3 separate regions of the Triticum aestivum genome follow, and all the other regions are linked to region 1. Evidence: chromatin contacts called from public Hi-C data. All regions are on one chromosome and are shown on one strand. The core of a region is the stretch at or near the end of the contact, and the rest is flanking DNA. Distances in the headings are between cores, read along the strand shown.

Region 1 (2,863 bases), core at 76-2,575:
CAACATACAGGCCCAAATTTAGAGAGCCTGGGTGGCTGGTGTGTCCAGCATGCGAGGTTAGTGATAACTCCCATTTTAGTACATTTAACGCATATGAACAGCATGTAAGCCACATGGAATCGTCTAACAATTTTTGGTTAACCATTTTGGGAAAAGTGAGGATGAATTCCTTGAAATTTTCGTGCCGTTCAGGCCCTATTGCATTATGACTAAGTTCCATATTTCTCTTACTAAGAAATCACTCTTACTTCAGAGAAAGCAACACAATAAAAGCAACAAATTAAAAAAAGAGTAGGGATCAGTTATATGCCTATGTCTAAAACCAGTAGCTACCATAATTGTTTTTCCTTAGCTGGTTTACTGCCAGAACCGTCAAATGATCAATGCAAGTAGGCACAAGTAGACGATTTGTTCTATTGTTCATGGATGAAACCGCGGAAATGATGAGTGATGTAATATGAAGGTAATCAGTAGGTGAGTCAACACAAGAGAAGAAAATAAGGTGGACTTCTTACCACCACAGGCTTAGGTAGGTGACCAAAGTCACTGCATATGCTAGTAAACCATTTGCCTGAAAAAAGAAGAAGAAAGGGTCAGCGGTACTGAAGCTGCAGGCTTCTGTTTAGTAAGTACTGTATTTAGCTACAGAGCAAGAGTAGGAATCGCAATGTCCACTGAAAGAGAGGGTCGGACCTTGTAGACGGGCACATTCCCGGCGGGCGAGATGGGCCCCTCGAAGCGCTTCCCGGGAAGGAGCAGCTGGAGGGCGGCCTCGAAGAGAGCGAAGCCGAGGATGATCTTCCCGGCGACGAGGGTGGGCATGGGCCAGACGGCCTTGAGCCCCTCCAGGATCCCGCGGTCGCGGAGGTGCTCGTAGGTGCGCGCCACCGATCCGTCCGCGTGCGCCACCGTGTACCACCTGCGGGCAAGAGCCCCAGAGCGAGAGAGAGTTAGATTCGGGCGGAGGCGGTGAGCGCGCGCCGGATCTGCGAGGCGAGGGGGGGAGGGGGACTCACAGGAGGATGACGAATGGCGGGCAGAGGGAGAAGAGCGTGGCCATGGAGGCGTAGGTGAACCACGGCGAGTGCGCCGTCTTGAACTCCCGGGGCGGCGGCGCGGCGTCGGCCGCGGCAGGGCCGGGCTTGGGCTGCTGCTGCTTCTGCTTCGCCATGGCGCCTCCTCTCGATCTCGCTCGCTCGGCGCGGGGGAGTGGACTGACCGGGGTGCCGATTGTTTTTTAAGGATGGGTGGATCTGTGGCCACCGCCGCCGCCGCCGCCGCTGTCGTCCGGAGGGAAAAACAGCATCTTTGCGTGTGTGCCCGCTTCTTTAAAGACGAAGACGGAGACGGAGACGAGACTGTGAGCGCGGCTCGGCCACGTCGCGCCGGTGCTCCTGGGCCGTCCGATCGCCGTCCGGAGTGGATGTAATGTACTACAGGCATATGCGGAGGTTATCAGCTGTACCACGGGGGACCATGACAGCGGCCAGGTGGGGTGGGGGTGACGTGGATGCTTTAGGGCGCACAGGAGTTTGGCGTGAGCGTACAGCAACATCCCCATGGACGGAAAAGGGAGGCGTGCCGTGCCGTATAATTAATTTGATGTGCTCGTGGAGCCAAGTGGAGTAGTATATACGTGATACGTGGCAGATCTTTTGCTTATTTTTATTTTTTTATTACAAACGACAGATCTCTTGCTTGGTGGCTGGCCTGTGGAGGTGGGGCCGTTGTGTGCCATGTGTCGCGCCGACATTGATTCCCAGGCCTTGGTTGAGCCATGGAGAAAACAGGTCAATTGTTTTTTTAGCATCAGTACAGACACAAGCGCTCATATACACGCGCATACACTCACCTCTATGAACGCATATACGCACACCCTACCCTTATGAGCACCTCCGAGAGACTGAGCCGGCATATCATCTTGAGATTTACGAAGTCACCGTAGGCGCCTCGTCGTCGACGGGCACGTCTCCTCCCACTGAAAGTGCATCGCCGGAAATCCTAAAATAAATTCAGGAATAATGCGAGCACCAGGATTTGAAGCCTGGTGGGTTGGGGATACCACTGTCCACCTAACCATCTCAACCACAGGTTGATTCGCAGGTCAATTGTTTTGCCAATCCTGCTTGAAATGCAAGACATCTCAATAAGGTTTTTTTTTTTGAAACAAGGCAAAAGAGTTGCCATTTTCATTAGTTAAGAAGAAGATTAGACATAGTTCCGCCAAGCGAGAGAACACAGATCACTCTCGCGGCATAACATTACACAAATACTTCGCGCCCGCACAAGCCCAAATAGAGGTCTCATCTTTAATCTTGGCAATGACAACGGTAATAGGTGTGGCAGGTGTTGCGGAAGACCCTCACGTTGCGTTCGTTCTAAATTTCCCACACAACTAGCATCATCAAAGCGCTACGGACCTTGCGTGAGTGGCCCCTTTTGTGAGCAACCTTGTCCCACCAAACTTTTGCCGAGGGCACAAGTCTCCAATCCGACAGATCGATGTGGTCGAGGCCAAGCCAAGTCTTGATCTCCGTCCACACTCTCACTGCGAACCCACACTAAAGAAGAGGTGAGCCGCCATCTCTTGAACCTGCTTGCAAAGAGGGCAAAAGGTTGCGGTTCGGCCATCCCCGACGCTGCAATCTATCGGCAGTCCACACCCTATTCCGAATAATCAGCCAAGCCAAAAAATTGCACTTTGGGTAGGTGGGCCAAGCTTTCCCAACTGTAGTGATCATGGTTCATTTTGAATGTGTTTGGTTACTCGCATCTAGCCCAACCAGGCCTACGCGGGACAAAATTGGACTGTTTGGTAGGTTGCATTTACTATTTGGACTGCATAGCACAAACCTTAAAAAAA
Region 2 (2,846 bases), core at 229-2,728, 130 kb after region 1:
TTGTCTTCAGTTATATCGTATAGCGGATTGAGGTCCCTGCAAGTAATTCAAATAGTTCTTTCAGGCAATTATTCATATTCTAGTTTAAGCGCAGTAGCTGAGTCTTGAATGGCATTACATATCATCACACTTACAAGACAACGATACTCTGTGCAGGAGTCGTAAAAGCGTTGGCGCAAAATATAGGAAGATCATATTCAGGTTCAGAGAAAGCAGCAAAGTCAAGAACCTGCACGGGCATATATGCATTGTAAGTATATCTTCTTCTTCTTTTTTGCGGGGTAACATTATAAGTATAGCTTTGTGGATCATATGCCTCGATAAATGAAATCCTCAATGACACTCCCTTGTCCCTTGAGTCATAAACTGAGTGATGTTTTAGACAGAGATAAGAGATCTCAAAAGAAAAATATCAGCACTGATTCGACTGTAAGATATTCATAGAACAAATCAAACCTGTAATATTATGGAACTTCAGATATAATCAACTTCAGATGTAAACCCATCTTTCAATTCATAGCCTTTTGGGATAGTTGTTGGAGGGTTTTGGTCAAGGAAACTTTGGGCTTGGAGGTGAAGTACCTGAACCGAGTTTTTCTTCTCAACCGTCAAGCTGCGAAGCAGTCTGATCTTGGGGGCGCTGAATGAGAGAGCGTCCAAAACAGCAGCATCGTCGTTGGCTCGTATGAGCCTGAACTTTTCCTGGAAGCATGACACATTACAAAATCATCTTCTGTAATGAAAAATATGGCTGGCGTCAGCTGATATCACAGGAGACCTACACTTTAAGATGTTCTAGATGGACATTTGCCTATACCAGACTCTAGACTGACCGTCAAGGCCTTAACTAGTCAACAATTATAGTATGTCTGAAGAAATAAGGCTCGTGCTTGGGGTCATTGTTTACAGGAGATCCGTTCAGACTCCACCCTAGTGCGTCAGACAAAGACCAGGCACCGAAATTCAGCCGGCACTAGCGCGACATCACAACAGCAGTGGTTTTGCTTCTCTGTTTTGGACTGAATTTACAATTAGCAGGCGCATCTGCATTCGTGGACACCTGCCTAACGGGCTGGCCTAGCATGGACGCCAGTATGCAGTTACAGCTTTGCTAGCCACCTCGAGCAGACAGAGCATGCTCGCCGGCGCAGCGTGTACCGAACTAGTAGGACTCTGCAAGGTTGTAAGGAAAGAGGAACATGGAGCTCAGCAAGGCGAGCAAGGGAGGCAGTAGCAGCAGGAACCTACCTGCGAGGGGTGGGGCGTGAGGGCGGTGCGGAGGCGGGTCTGTTCCAGCGCGGTGCGGACGAAGCTCTGGTACGACGAGCCGGCGCCCAGCACTCCGCCGCCGCCGCCGCCGCCGCCGCTCATCCCCTCTGCTCCTTCCCCTCCCCAGCCCAGATGGTACACTCCACCACTCCGCTGTGGTGTGCGAGGCATGGATGAGAGGGGAGAGGCAAGGACACGTGGGACGGCGTCCCGTTCCATCCATCCATCCATCCAACCAACCAACCCATGCTGCACGCATCTTGATGTAATAATGCAGTTTCTTTTTTCCCAAAGAAGAAAATCAACTTGCAGAACTTGGCCACTTGATAGTAGCTCAGGTTATAAATAACACATAGCCCCCGCTGTAGACCCTAATTGTAACATGAACCTTGTTGCAAAAGCATCTCGGCCATGGCCGTTGCCGTTGCAACAGGATCCTTGTTGCAAAATGCATTGAAGAGATTTGCGGAGCTCGCAACATTGATGGTGGGTGGGAAGCTTGCGACATAAATTAATGGCGTCAGGAGGAGCAGGGGGGGAGGGGGAGGAGGAGGAGGAGGAGGAGGAGGAGGGGAGAGGGAGACAAGCTTGAAGAGCTCCGGGTGTATTTGGGGGTAGCGAAGACCAACTCTTGTGCCCTGTCTCGGTCTGGATTAGAGGAGGAGAGATTAGGGAAGACACCAACAACAGTTCATGGCGGTCGACGCTACAAGACCGGGGTGGTGAATGATCAAGGTCTGCTGCAAAGGGTGTGCCGGGAGAGGGGAGGGAAAGCTTCACGCCGGTGAGATCAATGCTCGATTGGGGGGAGAGAGATAAGAAGGAAGGGGAAAAGCGGTGTGGTTCCCCACGGGGGCACGTGACGCCCAAAGGAGATGGACGCAGTTTTGTTTTTAGTCAGGTGATTTGAAGCGCTTTCGCCTAAATAATTAGTCAGGGCACTTGGCCACTTGATAGTAGCTCAGGTTATAAATAACACACAGCCCCCGTTGTACACCCTAATTGTAAGACAGGACGTTTGTTGCAAAAGCATCTCCGCCTCGTGGCCATGCCCGTTGCCATCGCGGCAGGATCCTTGTTGCAAAAAGCATTGAAGAGGTTGCGGAGCTCGCAACATTGACAGTGGGTGGGGAGCTCGCGGCATCAATGAAGGGCGTCGGCATCAACAGGAGGAGGAGGAGGAGGGGGGAGGGGAGAGATGGACAAGTTGTACAGCTCAAGGTATATTTAGGGGTAGCGAAGACCAACTCTTGTGCCCTGTCCCCAATCTGGATCAGAGGAGGAGAGATCAGCTGATCAGGGAAGACACCTGCAAACAGTTCATGGCGGTCGACGCTACAAGACCGAGGTGGTGAATGACGAAGGCTTGCTGCAAAGGGTGTGCTAGGATAGGAGAGGGATAGCTGGAGGGGAGGGGAAGCTTCACGTCGGTGAGAGCCATGCTCGGTTGGGGGGGAGAAGAGATAAGAAGGAAGGGGAAAAACGGTGTGGTTCCCCACGGGGGCACGTGATGCCCAAAGGAGACAGACGCGGGGTTTTTTTCAGTCAGGTGATTTGAAGCGTTTGCGTGTAAATAA
Region 3 (2,700 bases), core at 172-2,671, 180 kb after region 1:
CGGAGGCGCCACAATTTTGGCATGGTCGACATGGCCACTGCTAGCGTACTATCGCACTGGACAAACGTGATGCAAGAGGTCGCAGGTCGACCGAGGACTATAACGTCGATGAAGCTGTCAAGGAGTGCTTGCCGAACAGACACCATCTCATCTCCTCGGCAATGACAATGCTGCCCGGCTAGGCAAGAAATAATCTAAGCTAATGGTTTGTGTGATGTTGCATGATTTTTTTTAAGTAGTACATGATCAGTACCAGAGTTTTAAATTTCAATTGTGGAAAGACTCATGTTCAGTCTGAATGGCTAAGATACAAAAAATTCTTCTTCTTCTTCTTTACAAATTTCAGTTATAATTTGAAGTTAGTTTGAATTTGATATGTAATCTAAGGGAAACATAACCAGATGGGCCACTGAGTCTTACACTTTCGCCATCCTAGCACTTCTCCGTTGAAATGGCTGTAGGGATTCAAATTCTTTCTGGTCAAAACAATCTACACTAAAACAATAATAATTAGAAAACTCAACCTAATCTTCCAGACCCTTGTGGACTCTTGAGACAGTAATGGAAAAGGTGAATACAATCATTGATGACTACCTACCAGAATTTATCACCTAGCTTAGGACAGAACTTGGAGTATAAATCAGAGAACTCACGAATGCACTCCTCGCAACTCGCAAGCAACACACAAGCTTCCACATGGTTTCCACAACTTGTCTTGTGATTTTGGGTGGCAATCCTAGTCTGTGTGAGAGTGCATGCATATGGCTAGTGCATATTAGAATTAGGGTCTTACTGTTGTACGACTTTGTAAGGTCTTGTGTTAATAATTAATAAATTGGCCGTATGCATCATACAGATGCAGAGGCCGGGGGTATTCCTCCTTTTCAAAAAAATATATATATTAGAATTAGGAAGCATCGGGTGTGTAACAATTCCTTGCGTTGGCATATTCAGTGTTATAATTAAGCTCATTAGATCATCATTTTGACGAGCAAGTTGAGGACTCCTAGGCCCATTGTGGCTCTAGGTAGACATCAACACATGTAACTCTAGGCCTCACCGCCCTTTATAAGGCGAGGCCAGGGGTAGTTTGAGGCTCATTACATCATCCATCTTAGTCTCGATTTGGATAATCTCAACCTCCATCGTAACCCTCTCTCACATGCAACACATCAATCCAATCAAAGCAGGAGCAGGGGCCGTTGGAGGAAAGGAGGAGGAAACCGCGCGGTGGAAAGGCGCGTACTGCTTGCGTTGTCATCTTCGGTGTCGCGGGGCCCGCCCGCGATTCACTTCACTTTCGTGTGTCCGTGTGGCTCTCCTCCGGCCCTCCCGGTCCGTCGCTGTCGCTTCGCTCCACGTCGAGGCCGCGGGTGGCCCCCCGTGCAAGGCGCGCCACACAGTGAGCCAGCGGCACAGGCCGCTGCATGCTGTGTCTGTTCGGAGTGCGGTGCGTCGTAGGCCACGGAGGATCTGTGTGGTTGGCTGCGGTGAAGCACTGCCGTATCCAAGGGGCCGGCGCACGGGATGGATGTCAGCATCAGTGCAGGGAGCAGTTACTACATTACACATGGCGTCGTTAACCATGCTGCTTGTTGTGTTGGCAGGGTAGCGAGAGAGCGAGTGAGAACTTGCTGTCTGTCCCGGCCGGTCTCTTCGCGCGCGCACTGCCCGGTCCCTTTCTTGCTAGCAGCAGCGCCTTTCAAGGGCAGAGCAATCGGCCCCTTGACGCCAATCGGCCAGACGCCAACTGCAAGGGCAGAGCAATCGGCCCCTTTCAAGGGCTTGTTGTGAACACGGTGTTTGATTGTAGATGATTTTAGGACAACTCCAATCGGCCAGACGCCAACTGACGCAGATTTTGTCCGATTGGGTTGGCCGTAGGGGCCACGTCGGGCCCCTCTGTGTTTTCATGGTGGCCACCGAAGAATCTCGTTCGTAGGTTGGTACGCTGCTTTATTTTTACACAGTTTTTGCATGCAAATCTCAACGGCCAAAGTTAAATCACATAGTTTTTACATCACAATAATAAATAGTATACAACCAAAAAAATCTCATAGTTTACAAACCAATTGAAATTTGAATTGTCATAGATACACTGAAAGAAAAAAAGACATGTACATCTATTGGTTGCTAAGGTGAGTCCGCATATACTCAACCAAAACATTTTGTAGTGAATATGAGTTGCCCAATTACGCATTTCATGAAGAAATTAGGTGAACTATGCAAACATTGCAGATTCATGCTCAGGCACAACATTTTCACCCTCTTGGTCGAAAATTTGGTCCTCATGCTCATTCTATACGACCGTGTTGTGCATGATCATACAAGCAGTCAATACCTCCCACATCTTCTTGGTGCTCCATGTTCATCAAACGATGGGTACCGAACAATGGCCATCAAGATTGAAGCACACCGAAAGCATGCTCCACATCCTTCGTAACATACTCTTATGCGTGAGCAAACCTAGCCCTCGTCTCTTCCATCGGATTGGATATTATCTTCACAAGAGTTGACCACTGATGATAGATACCATCAGCTACGTAGTATCCCTTTTTGTAGTGGTGGCCATTGGCTCAAACTTAACCTCTGGTCAATGGCATTCTGCAAGTCTTCCGAACACTAGAGAGAACTGAAGCACGTTGATGTCATTATGAGAACAAGCCATGCCCAACAAAGGTGCCAAATTCATAGATCTTG

The links. Hi-C and Micro-C count contacts between places; a contact is called where the count stands out from the background.
Region 2: a contact with region 1 is called in a Hi-C map of leaf, with 5 times the contacts expected there. The contact joins the promoter of LOC123066605 here to the promoter of LOC123072467 in region 1. A contact is called at or near these places in 2 of 5 Hi-C or Micro-C datasets (both in leaf) and 1 of 1 datasets of contacts at active chromatin or transcription factors (leaf).
Region 3: a contact with region 1 is called in a Hi-C map of leaf, with 2.5 times the contacts expected there. The contact joins the enhancer-like site here to the promoter of LOC123072467 in region 1. A contact is called at or near these places in 2 of 5 Hi-C or Micro-C datasets (both in leaf).

Annotation. Positions count from the first base shown.
Region 1 is chr3B:791,984,100-791,986,962 of IWGSC CS RefSeq v2.1, reverse strand. It overlaps LOC123072467 (7-dehydrocholesterol reductase), which reads right to left and starts at 1,325. Exons shown (of 13, transcript XM_044496017.1): 1 at 1,017-1,325; 2 at 694-919; 3 at 516-571. The coding sequence starts at 1,171.
Region 2 is chr3B:791,853,747-791,856,592 of IWGSC CS RefSeq v2.1, reverse strand. It overlaps LOC123066605 (phytochromobilin:ferredoxin oxidoreductase, chloroplastic), which reads right to left and starts at 1,478. Exons shown (of 8, transcript XM_044489658.1): 1 at 1,249-1,478; 2 at 583-702; 3 at 135-229; 4 at 1-36. The coding sequence starts at 1,440.
Region 3 is chr3B:791,807,247-791,809,946 of IWGSC CS RefSeq v2.1, reverse strand. No RefSeq gene overlaps it. Among protein-coding and RNA genes, the nearest start is that of LOC123072465, 17 kb to the left of the region's middle. Within about 2 kb of position 1,421, at least 7 of the 8 cell types and tissues checked have an H3K27ac peak or open chromatin away from gene starts, as enhancers often do. A contact at or near this core is called in leaf, where this site is marked.